Linked DNA regions of Anas platyrhynchos: regions 1 and 3 are each linked to region 2. Evidence: chromatin contacts called from public Hi-C data. All regions are on one chromosome and are shown on one strand. The core of a region is the stretch at or near the end of the contact, and the rest is flanking DNA. Distances in the headings are between cores, read along the strand shown. Region 1 holds the start of LOC106015540. Region 2 holds the start of SDC1 (syndecan 1). Region 3 overlaps WDR35 (WD repeat domain 35).

Region 1 (3,987 bases), core at 929-3,428, 140 kb before region 2:
ACACCTGAGCACCGGAGGCGATTTGTCTCTTGGCTTCGTACCTAGCAGCGAGGGGCTCCCACCCTGCAATACCTGCACACCCTGGGTTTTGGTATTGGCCACATCTCTGAACTGAATACTCTGCTATTAATACCCTTTCTGATGCTATGTCAGTAGAGATTTTCGGAGGCAAATTTTGGCATCTTAAAGGTGTTCTGCTCTTCTGGCATTCTTGCATCAGCTAAGTGCCAAAGCAGTATGCAGTGTTTTACACTTACATAAGGAGATAAAGTTTTTGCCTCGAGGATATGATGTTCCAAAGACAGAGATAACGTGATGGGAAATGACAAGGAGCAGTGGAGATGAGGGGTGAGGAAAAGGAAACAGTAAAAAGCAGAGAAGAGAAAGAAAGGACGGGGTACTGTCATGGGAGGACAAGCCTGCCTTTTTCATTTCATTGGCTCTGCAAAATCTTAACTTGTTCTACAGTTAAGTAGTATCAATGATTATAAAACCATAATTAAATTGTTTCTGAAATCCTTCTTCATCCCTTGACACAGCTAGGTCTATGAGGACTGCTGTTTCATTTAATTGCTCTTCACTAATTCAAGGATGTGTATGCTGTCAGGCCGAGGTTCTGCTCACAGTGATGAAAAACCAAAAAAATAAAAAATAAAAATAAAAAATTGAATTTCTATGGCAAAGTAATAAACCCCTGAAAACTAGTGTTATGATGGGAAGCCTGACACATTTGAAGTCATGAAGAACAAAACCACTTATTTTATAGCCCACCTAAAAAAAAAAGCCTTGCAAATTCATTTTGTTTTGCCTATCTCAGAAGAAAAAGATAGAAGATATAGTAACAGGTACAAGTGTTGGAAATGCTTGATGTATTCATTTTAAATAGACTTACTTCTGCTCAGTGTGTTCTCCTGAGAACTTACCTTGCTTTCCATACCGCAATATCCCAGTGTGTGATTTTTTTTTTGGTAATTTTTGCTTCGATTTTCTGCTGCTTGCAGCAAGTCAAAGAGACACAGCCAACCGTGACAATGTCATACGGAAACTTCATCACAGCACATCGCATCAAACCCTCAACGTACACGCAGCAAGGTGGTCATCAATGGCCAGCGGTCATTAATGCACCTTGCATCTACTACCATGTATTAATGCAGTCGTAATGAAGCTCTGATTGAGAGTAAAGGCAAATAATTAGTATTCTTTATTAACAACAGGGCAGAGGGACTCTGCCGATGTCCTCCGTCGCGCTGTGGCGGGCATTATCTGGAGTTTCTTAATTCTTTGCAGGAGGGATGAAGCCCGTGTGGAGCCAGACAGGCGGGCAGCACCCCGGGGTGCTGCACCCGGAGCTGAGGGGGGAGCTCGGTGGGGAGCTCGGTGCCCCCCAGGGGAGCTTCTCCTGCCCCAGGGGGGCTTCTCTCTCCCCAGGGGAGCTTCTCCTGCCCCGGGGGTCTCTGGATGAACCCCAGCCCCCCAAAGGGATGAGTCGAGAGGGAAAGCTGCCGGAGGGGGGTGCCGCCGGGCAGCACGCTTCATGCCCCCCTCCACCTCCCTTACCTGCGCCGAGCTCCTCGCATCCTCCCGCTGCTGTCTGGGCTCTTCCTCCTCCTCCTCCTCTTCCTCCTCCTCCTCCTTCTCCTCGGTGGCTGGGCCTCGGCGCAGCCCCCTGCGGAGCAGCAGCGCCGCCGCCGCCGCCCCCAGGGCCAGCAGCGGCCAGAGCAGGGCGGGCAGGGCGGCCATGGGGCCCCGGCCCTCCGCCAGCCCCGGCTCCTCGGCGCCCAGCGCCGGCACCAGCATGGCCCCCGGCACGGCTCCCCGCCGGGCAGCCGGAGCCCAGCAGGCTGAAAGGGAGCCGGGCTGCGGCCCCTGGCCCCGGTGGAAGGGGCTGGAAGCCGGGGAGCGTGTGTTGGAGGGGCTGGGGTGGGTGGGGGAAGGAGGTCGCCGCGCGGAATTAATCTCGTCTGAGGGAAATAAATGGCAGGCGACGGTCCCGGCAGATGTGTCGCTTGGTCTCGTTATCGAGCAGCCTCCCCGTGATGGTTACGAGAGATGATGAGTTCTCATCTAGCAGCGATCCTCAGAGAAATAAACGCTTATTACGGCTACGCAGAGTGCCTCAAACCGCACGCCTCTCTGCTTTGCTCCGAGGAGAAATTTCTCCACACGCCTGATGTGTAAATGCGGGCGATAGTCTCAGAAAGTCGCGTTTTTCAAGGTGGCAGAGCTGCTTTTAAAGTGACAAGTTGTATTTTGTCTTGGCCAAGCTAAAGGGACGGCTCCTGAGGGCTAAGAAGTGAACAGCACGGGGGGAACACGATGAGCCCCTACCTCGAAGCGTGTCTCTGAGCCTGGCCTACACAAGAAGACAGTAGTTAAATCTTATTTACGTAGAACAGCATAAAAAGCTGCATTCGTTGCATCCAGCACAGAGAAGAAGTTAAAAAGGGAATGGCTTTTCTCTGTCATAGCTTTATTTCACAGCTGTTTTTTTTTCCCCACAGATTTCTGTCTCCTGAGCACTGCTCCATGCTCAGACTGACCCTGGCAAACGGTCAGCCCAACGTGTACCAGTGCAAGGAAGCAAGAGGGGAAAGCTCGTTAGTGACCCTTCCATTGAATTATCCATGCCTCAGGGAAGAAAGACTAAATATTTGCGTGTCCTGGGTCTAATTCTTGTTGGTTCTGAGCAGGTTTAGGTTTTAAAAGTGCACCACAGAATGCTTTGGGTTGGAAGGGACCTTAAAGATCTTCCAGTTCCAACTGCCCTGCCATGGGCAGGGACACTTCCCACTGGAAGGTGGAGAAGGTGTTATGGGAAGAAGAAAAGGGAATTTCTCCTTTCTATGGGAAGAAAGGAGAAATACTAAATGCACAGGAAAGGGACACAGGGGTATGGTGGTACTTGAAGGACTATTGTTGGGATTGGAAGGTCCCATTTAAACATGGATCCCCCAGATTACCTGTCCTCTGACTGCCTCTCTCGTCCTGCTGATCTCAAGTCTGGTGTTCAGCACTGACTGATATCACAGTCTGAAGCCTCCAAAATGTCAGTTTTTCTATTCCTAGCCCCAATACTGATATCTTACAGGAATATACCTATCTTGTACCTGTCTGGAGCCATAAAATGATGACTGAGCAGTCCTGCGCAAAGCCGCCCGAGATGGGGTCTTCCTCTGAAGTGAAAAGCTGGGAGTTAAATTATTACTTTTATGACATTTTAATTTGATATTTGTTTTTTAATGTTATGCTGTCTTGATCTCTCTGTTCCTAAAATGAATCTGTGTATCTTCAGATCTGAACTATTACAAAGCATACAATCTATACCTCAGATCATAAATAAATATCATTATTCTAGTGCATGTAAAGTAATTATTTTTTCTTTTTGGCAGGGAAATGTAAACTGAAAGACCATTTCAGGACTCAGCATTGCTTAATTGACTGTGAGATTACTGCCTTGCACTATTTCTTTCTATTTTTTTTCCCCACAAAATAAAGACAATTACTGTGGCTGGCCTGCAATTGCATTTATCATCAAAGAAAAGCATCACCATATTAGATCTTTTTCTAATATTAATATGGGCTTATCTGACAGCATCTCCCTTACAGCATTGGTCTATGAAAATAGCACAAGTTATCATGATGCCATGTTATATGGAAAGCCTGAAATTTTATTGCAAGCCCAAGAAAATATTTTTCTATTTAGGCATGACTGAAACTAATGGCAAAAGTCTGATAGGAAGTTATTCTCCACTCAGGCTCAGAAAGGCAGCCCAATAATCAGGAGCCGGAACCACCTATTTGTCACAAATCAAACAGCACTGCCGTACACTGGTAAAATAGATTCACTCCTCAGTGCCTGATGGACCATATTTGAATCTGCCTGGTTATGCATGTGGAGTTAGTCTTTTGAGGCGCTGAAATGATTAAGGCAGGCTTTGGGACTTTTTCTGTGTCTATCTAGTCTTGTGATAAAAGAGATTACAATTA
Region 2 (4,093 bases), core at 23-2,522:
GGCAGAGCTCACAGGCAGGACAGCACAGCAAAACCGCAGGTATTTTGAGCGGCCTCGGTCCTGCTGTGCACTTTGTTCTGCCACTCCTTATCCAACTACCGCTGCAGATCGTCTCCAGACCAGTTTCAAATCAATTACACCTTTTCTGAACGAAATAAAATAAAAAAGGGAAGCGTGCTTTGATTCGCGTGCTCCTGCCCACGCGAAGCCTCAGGTTCTGCTTGCTCCCCGCTGCTCGGCGGGGCTGAGGGCTCCCAAACGATGCATGCGAGCACCTGGGGAGCGAGCACCCTTCACGGTGCGAGGAAAGGGTGGCTGTGTGCCCCTCGGGGGGTGCCAAGCAGGGCTCCCACCCCTCACAAACCACCCGGAGAGCTCCCACACGAGGAGCTGAGGCTGCTGCGGCCAGAGCCCCGCCGGGCAGCGCCGGGCCAGCCGTCCTCTCCTCTAGTCGCGGATGACATCTGGCGGCTGCTGCTGCGGCAGGGAGCCGGGGCTTTCCGAGGCTGCAGCCCCACCGGGCCTCCTCCCCCCCGAGCTGCCCGGGGCACGGAGCCCCTCCTGGAGCTCCGGAGTTGGGAGGAAGAGCACAGCGAGCCGGGGACGGCCCCAGGAGGCTCCGGATCCCCAGCAGGACACCGCCACCCGCTGCCCGGGCCAGAAAGAGGTCCACAAAGGGACCTCCCAAACCACAAAGAGCCCGATGCGAGGCTCACCCCCAGCCCCGAGAGCCCAAGGGGGGAGCCAGCGGGTGGCCGCGGCGTGCTCGGAGCCTCGCAGCGGGGCGGAGCCGCCGGCAGGTCGGGAGCAGCAGCAGCAGCAGCAGCAGCGGGGCTGCTTTGAATTAAGGCTCCCGCCAGCACAAAAGGCCATTGAATCCCCTCCCAAAGCAGCAGCCCGGCCCGGCCGGCCGAGGCAGCGCCCCCCAGCCCCGCAGCCCCCCGCCGCCGGGCTCACCGGGAGGGCAGCAGCGTGCAGGCAGAGCGCCAGCAGCCACACGGCCGCCGCGCCGATCATCCTTCCTCCTCGGGCTCGGCACTGCCCTTTCCTCTCGGAGTACGCTCGAAGAAAGACCTGCCGGTTTTCACTCTTCAATATTTTTCTTTTTTTCCTTTTTTTTTTTTTTTTCCTTCTTTTTCTCCTCTCACCCTCCCTTCCCCAGCCGCTCTCGTGCTCTCTCTGCGGCGGCGAGGAGTTGAACTCTGTCTTTTAATGAACCCACTGCAACAACCTTCACCTTACGGCCACCCCCCGGCCGGCTCCGCCTCCCCTCGGCTCCCCTCCCCTCGGCTCCCCGCGCCGGCCCCAGCCCAGCCCAGCCCAGCCCTGCCCCGGCCCGGCTCGGCCCGGCCCGGCCCGGCGCTGCCCGCCCCCGCGCTACCTGCGCCGCCAGCCCCCGGCCGCCCTCCGCCGGTCCCCCCCCATCCCGGAGCCTCCGCTCCCCTCGCATCGCCCTTCCCCGATTTCCTCCGCCGCCGCCGTGCTTCCTTCCTCCTGGCTAAAAATAAGGAGAAGTTTGAAAGCCCTCCCTTCCCTTCCCGCGGTGGGAACGATGCTATTGTGCCCCTTCACCCCCCTTTCTGTTTTTCTGTGTTTTGTTTTTTTTTCCCCTGAAAAAAGAAGTGGGGATTGGGTCGTGCTGCTGCTGCTGTTGGGACAGGGTTTCCAAAGGGGTAAAATGGGGTTAAAAAAATGCTGCTTTGGGTCTGCGGCATGAAGGGCTGCTTTCAAAGAAGCCCCTTCCTGCCTGGCCGTGCAGAGTTACAAGCAAGTTGCGCGCTCTCCTGTGCTCTTTGCACGTCTCGCTGTTGATCGTGCAAGCAGAGCAGGCAATAACCCTGCACAAAATACAGCACGGGCCGAGTTTTATTACCCCGCTCTCACGGCCGGGGCTGCAGTTCCTGTTTGCTCCCAGTCCATTCAGTTGTCGGGTTGTTTTTCTTTTTGCCTTTGTGTGTGTGTGCCAGCACACGCTGGAGTGTTGGCTATAAACAATGCAAGCAAATGTCTGCACAGACTTTAAAAAAAAAAAAAAAAAAAAAAGGAATGAATTAAAAACACTTTTTAAGAGCTAATAGTGCTGTTGGGAGTGCACACTGGTGGCACTGTCAATGGGCACCGCGTGCCTGTGGGGTGGCCGGGATGGAGGAGGGACGCGGCCAAGCTAGTGGCCATGGGGCTGTGCTGTCCTAGGACGAATGGGGGGTGGGCACACAAAAAAGAGCTGCAATCAGCGCTTCTGGTGTCTCTCAGGGCCCTCAGGCGGGTGTTGGAAGGGGACCGCCAACCTCTGCCAGACTGAGGATCCCTTTCCGCAGCTGTGGCCCAAAGGCTAATAGACCTAATTGGATATTCAATGTGGCTAAAACTCTCATGATTTTATCACGTGTCTTTAATTAGCTCGCTTTCTTTCCCTCTCTCTTATATTGCTCATGCAGCGTTCCTCGGAACAGCCCCTGCCATGCCGCCTTTCCCTCAGCGGGGCCGCGGCCGCCATGTTCCGCTCTCCCATACTGGGGCTGCGGGGGAGAAGATGGCGCCGCTGTGGCTTTGTGGCCAAGATGGCCACAGGGCATGAGGCGGTGGGGCAGAAAGGCAAGGTGGGGTGGGGAGAGGAGGCAAAATAAAAACTATGGGGGCATGTGGGTGCCCGGCAGGGCAGAGGGGTGATGGAGGCTGACAGATGTCTGGAGCTGGTGGCACCCAGAAGTGCAGCACTGGTGAGGTGGGCTCCACGTGCGGGTGGTGAAGTCCAAGCAAGGGGACATCCCAGCTGCGATGGTGTGACTGGCAATTAGCATTCAGCTCCTCATCACCCTTCTCGGCTATTTTGGTGTGGCAGAGGCCACTTTGTCCGGGCTGTATCCAGTGCTGGAAGCTTTCGGACATGGAGGAAACGCTGCCATGAGGGCTGCCTCCGTGAGCTGCGCAGAGGCGCTGGCAGGGCCTCGCGACATATGGATTTCATGCGAGTGTGTGCACGTGTGTGTTCGGGGAGATGGGAGATCAAATAGCACTGTGGTACTGCTTGCTGGATTTGCTAGAAAACATTTAAAGCTTGATTGGGATGTTCTGGTCAGGATCTGTGAATGGGGTAAGGGGAAGAACAATGCTGTGTTTGGGAGCCAAGTGTTTTCAGTGACATTCCCGTGCCCTCTGCTTGATCATTGAAGCATGCTAAGTATTGTGGTTTCAGTCAAAAGAGCTCCATGCTGAAAAGCCAGATGAGACTTGTATGGAAAGGAGTTTCTTGGCAGCCCCGCACTCAGGGGATGATACGAGTTGGTTGTCTCTGCCCAGTACAGTGGAGCTGTGGGGATTTCCCAGAAATGGATCAAGGGCTTCCAGCAGCGTAGCCCAATTGAACTCGGCCTCCCCGGGGACAAGGGGCTGGTTTGAACTGTGTCCTGCCATGGGAAGAGGGGAAGCACAGCCGGGGGACGAACCCAGCCTGCTGCTTCCGGAGGCAAGGGGGGGAGCTGGGATGGCGACTTGCTGTTGGGCAACCACCATCATTCTTCACAGTGTTCTGCAGCAGAGGCCATCATATCTTATTCCCTGTGAATGTGAGCATCATGCAGCAGTGGGAGCTGCCTGCCTGGCTTTCCAGGTGCTGGACCTATCTACAGCAGCATGAGGTGGTGGCCGCTTTCACCGTGTGTCTTCACCGAGTGTGACCAGATGGACTTGGGTTAGAAAAAGCTGAGTTCCTCAACAAGGTCTGGAGGACCTTGTGGTCACACATCACATCTCAGTGACTTCACCTGCAAACTTGTCTAGGATATTACAGCCTGACACCTCGGGATGAAGAAGGGGAGTATATTCCCTAATACATGGCGGGAGGCTAGAGTATATGTGAAGAATTACCTTCAGTGTACAGGCAGTTTTGCCTGCCTACTGGGGTTGTTGTGGACTTGACAGCTCAGCACCAACGGGTGCCATCTCTGGTTGGCTTCAGATAATTGGCTTCCCTGCTGCTGATTGCCTGTTTCTCAGTTGCTGCTTTTGTGGCAGAGAGAAGACCTTTCCCTTTTGGGTACCTCAGTTAATTAAAGGGGGTTTATAAGAATGGGAAACCAACAGCACCTTGTAT
Region 3 (4,425 bases), core at 613-3,112, 230 kb before region 2:
GACACCCAGCGTTCAGAAGGCATTTGGATGATGCCCTCATTAAGATTGTTTAACTTCTGGTTAGCCCTGAAGTGGCCCGGCAGTTGGACTGGATCTTTGAAGGTCCCTTCCAAGTGAACTATTCTGTTCTATCACAGCAAGGCCATGTCTCCTTCAGCTCTCTGCCTCTAGTCTGCCCATATGCTGAGAAGCCCGTTTTATTCATTTCACTGGGCACTAATACACGTGTGAAAGATAACACTTAACTGTCAATGCTCCTAAGCATGTGTAAGATGACATAATCCAGCCCGAGTGACATTTTCTTAGCAGATACCATCTGTTGTTTCCGTTAAAAATATATTATATAAGAAGATATTTAACCTCCTGTAATTTATGTTTAGTTACTCGTGAAAGGACTTTGACAAAAGGTCTGTAAGCCTGTGAAACAAGCACAGAAGGAAGTGTTGGTTAATTTTTGTACCTTTGTAGGATGGGATATTATGCTAGACAATTAAAAAAGGTTTAATTTATAGGCTAGCAAACACTAGCTATTCTGGAGGACGCTATTAACACAGCACGGCAAACAAAGGAAGAAAGATGCTTTGGACAAAATAAAGAGGAAAATGAGGTAGGGCTTTAAGGTGTAACCATCAATCAGTGTCTACAGAAAGAATAAGGACAAAGTAATAACCTTCCACCACATAATGACCGATTAATCCCTTTTAGCCACCATTAGCAAAAGTAAACATTAGGAAGGTAATGACATAATTAATAATTTATCAGAATAAAGGGAATAATCCGAGTTTTTGTTAGTCCTTCTTAAACTACTGGGTTTTGAGCCAAACAATGTAAGATTTGCATCTCCTGAGGACAAATCAAACATTACACACTGTCAGTTACCTTATCACTAGGAGATCACTTTTTGAAACAATTTAATAAGATATTATAAGAATTAACAATGCATACAAATTGTGTTTTAACACACATTCTCAGACACATAATTCAAATGCTTTGTCAGCTACTTAACATCCCTTGATTAGCAGTCTTTTTTTTCTCCACTATCAATTTCCTACCAAGTTGCAGCCCAAGAGTCCTGCAGGACACTGAAGACTCAAGGAGAAGTAAAATCTTTATGCTCAGTAGAGCATCAGGTGTTCACTATTTCAACAAGAGGCAGTCTGGAAAAGCCAAAGATACTTTCTGTTCAGTATGCAATAATCAACACAATCATAAAATATAGTTTAGACTCACAGGAGTCAAGAGCACTCACTTAAGAGGAGCAGTAAGTAAGCAGGAGCACAGAAATACCAAGTGGTCTGTTAAGGAACTTCCTATCACATGGGAAGGCATTTTTCACAAACATTTGTGAAAGATCAAATAAATCAAATTAAATAAGGTGTCAATATCAGCATTTTTAAACATATATGAAAGATGGTACTTATAATTTTTAAAGAAGAGCTCAAAACAAGTTAACAAATTATTTTCTGAACTAAAGGCAGAGATTTATTCCTTCATTAAAAAATGAAAAATTGTTTTGGAAAGAAAAGAAACAAGATTTTCACAGACAGCATATTTTTCACAAGTCAAAACCATCTCTCCAATAATCATGGGTAAGAGATATGTTAATTTTGTTTTCATAGCGCTTATATCTTATGAGTAATTATTCTCACCTGATGAAATAATTATAATTAATGTAAAAGCTGATTTTCTTCATTTATCGACAAGGTTATAATTATTTTCTTATAAGTTATGAACAAAGTGGGGAAAAAAACAGGGAGTTAAGTTACAGCCTTCAAAGTTGTGCAAGGTCTCTGCTCTATACTGTCCTTAACAAGGCAAGCCAGCTGCTTAAGTTCAGCACCCTGTCCAACTGGAACAATTATACCTTCTGCTACCAAGAAGCACTGTGACAAACAGTGCAGTATACTGTATGTGCAGACTTGGACTGCATACAAATACCTATATCGCGTAAGGTCAGTTTGTGCCAGGAAAATATTTCAAGTTGTTCCATAACGGAACAACAAAGGAAAGCAACTATGATAAAACCAACACAATGTCTTCTGAAAGCGTTTGAACTTACACTTTGGCTTTTCACTTTACCTTCAATCCCTTCTCTAAGTTTGGTGGGCTTACTTTTAAAGTCTTACAGGATGTATGTATTAAAAATAAAGTTGAATCTTTGGCTGTGGTTGCTATATGCAAATGAAAGACTTGCTTGTTACATCTGAACTACTGAAACTATAAAAATTCTTCAGGATTCCTCAAGAATGCAAATAGTCCTAACCTCAAGTATTTATCCTTCTGTGAGGATGAAGACTGTAAGGATTTTCACACATGAACTTACACTAGCAGAGAGCGTTGTCAGCCTATGTACTAAATCGTCTAACACCAGAGGGAACGGTAGCAGATTATGGACAACTTAATTAAGCTAAAGGAAAGAGAGAAGCTTCTTCCAGATTGTTTCATCTCCTCAGGAAAATTCAAATGCTGTTGCAACAACTGTAACTCTTAAGTGTCATTTCTCTAACTGTCTTCAACCACTGGAAAAGATTGTTTTGTAGAGATGGTTGTAGGAGACAGGTAGTAATGGGGGAAAACAAAGAAACTGCTACCTTAATTTTATTTATTGACATTATAAACAATCACAGATAGATTTAGAAAGCTCACATAAACAGAACACAAGAAAATTGAAAGTTTAAAAGCAGAGTTAGAGATGTACACACAAAGCTAATTTTAACTGTTTGAGTGGGATCATCTCATCTAATTTTAGATATCTCTGACAGAGAAGAGCTGGTTGCCCTGGGCTTCTTTGTATCCAATGCAGAGGGAACAGGCCTCTTTCAGGAATGATTCATGCAACTTATTTTAGATGACAGCTGTAAAATGAGTTAAAATGTGCCCTATGAGTCCCTAATTCCTCCTCCCCTCAGCCCAATCCCACCTGTCAAGGAAGTCCAGGAGACTAGTAAGCAATACAGACATCTTATGGGGCACAAGGGTGGGGAGACACCACACAACAACCCATGCACATCACCACCATATCCACTAACTTCAGTTCTCGGTTGTTTATTTTTTTCCAATCCATCCACTGTAAAATTTGTGTATTGAATTTCCTGAGCATTTTATTCCTGAAGATTCTGATGTAACACCACGCTTGTAAAAGGTGGCAAGAGGGAATCAAATTGATGTGACTAAAATTATCTTCTCATTTAGTGTCATCTCAATTATGAGACTAAAAAATACCACAGCATTTCATACCCATTCCATAGGACAAGGAAGTCATTTATCAGAGCAGAATACTTTACATTTTAATTACAGTCTACAATATAGGACATGAATTTTGCAATATGTGTATTTGACTCAAGGCTGATTTCCTCCTGCTATTACCAAAAAAATGAACAGTGAGTGTTGCAAATTGCTTACCAATATCAATATATTTTGGGTCCAAGGGAGTACCAATAGAATTACAGAGAACCAGCACATACTGTAGGGAAATAAACATAAGTATTATTAACAGCACATGTTTCTGTAAATTAGTAAGCTGTACAAGGCTGTCTGTGAAGGCATATCCCACATTTCACACAACCTAACACTGATCAGCAACACAAAACAGAAGGACTATGGCTGCAGTAAATACAAAGATGCTTACATGATAGTAGCGTGGTATTTGCCAATTAACACTATAAACAAAGCCAAGCACGAAGCAGGAAAACAACCAGCTGTTTTAAGCACAGGAGCAAGTCAATCAGACGACATACACTAGGTAGGATGTACCGCCAGTGGGGTCCACAGACAACGTGCTGGTGACACAGCCAGCCTCACTCCCTGCTCTGTGGAGCACACGCTGCACTGACATTATTTACTAGCATGAGCAATACACTAGCATTTATTCAGCAACTCAACTCTTGCCTAGCTGTATATGCAAAGGATAATCTGATAAACTGCAACCGGCCATCTCGCCAGCCCACAGAAGTAAGGGCTCTTGTTCTACTCTTAGTAGAACTTGACATTGAACCTCCAGAGGGCTGGATCATAAGGAGAACAGTGAGTAGGGCTATCCCTCCACCCAAATGTAACATAAGTGCTGAAAACTGACTGGTTTTGTTAGTTTTACCCCTCATGTAGTCCTGCTTTGGAAAGCTTTAAGTCAGCACAGGTATTTCAGACTGGTCTGTTAAACTTAAGTGGATGAAAATATGAAAAGTGCTTAGACACCAACACTCGTTGGTTGCTTCAATGTGCCAGTGCATGCATTTTTCCAGATATGAATCAAGGGATAAATAGCTTTATTATCATCACAATGGGAAATACAAACATTTTGAAAGGGAAACGTGGAAATTAAGTAGCAATTTCTACTGCAGACTCTAAATTCAAAAAACAGTGCTGCCAGAACTTGAATCACCTAAGAGCTGCCACTCTGACTCTCCAGGAAAAGGAAGATAATTA

Evidence for each region. A called contact is a pair of places that touch in the nucleus more often than the background predicts.
Region 1: a Hi-C map of subcutaneous adipose tissue shows a contact between it and region 2, with 2.3 times the contacts expected there. The contact joins the promoter of LOC106015540 here to the promoter of SDC1 in region 2. A contact is called at or near these places in 6 of 8 Hi-C or Micro-C datasets (F1 follicle, F5 follicle, liver and 2 more).
Region 3: a Hi-C map of subcutaneous adipose tissue shows a contact between it and region 2, with 3 times the contacts expected there. The contact joins the enhancer-like site here to the promoter of SDC1 in region 2. A contact is called at or near these places in 3 of 8 Hi-C or Micro-C datasets (F1 follicle, liver and subcutaneous adipose tissue).

What each region holds. Positions count from the first base shown.
Region 1 is chr3:110,583,485-110,587,471 of IASCAAS_PekinDuck_T2T, forward strand. LOC106015540 reads right to left here and starts at 2,179. Exons shown (of 12, transcript XM_072036479.1): 1 at 1,558-2,179. The coding sequence starts at 1,797.
Region 2 is chr3:110,724,140-110,728,232 of IASCAAS_PekinDuck_T2T, forward strand. It overlaps SDC1 (syndecan 1), which reads right to left and starts at 1,273. Exons shown (of 5, transcript XM_027455302.3): 1 at 958-1,273. The coding sequence starts at 1,017.
Region 3 is chr3:110,497,224-110,501,648 of IASCAAS_PekinDuck_T2T, forward strand. WDR35 (WD repeat domain 35) reads right to left here. Exons shown (of 27, transcript XM_027455277.3): 11 at 3,403-3,463. Among named protein-coding and RNA genes, the nearest start is that of WDR35, 15 kb to the right of the region's middle. Within about 2 kb of position 1,863, at least 1 of the 8 cell types and tissues checked has an H3K27ac peak or open chromatin away from gene starts, as enhancers often do.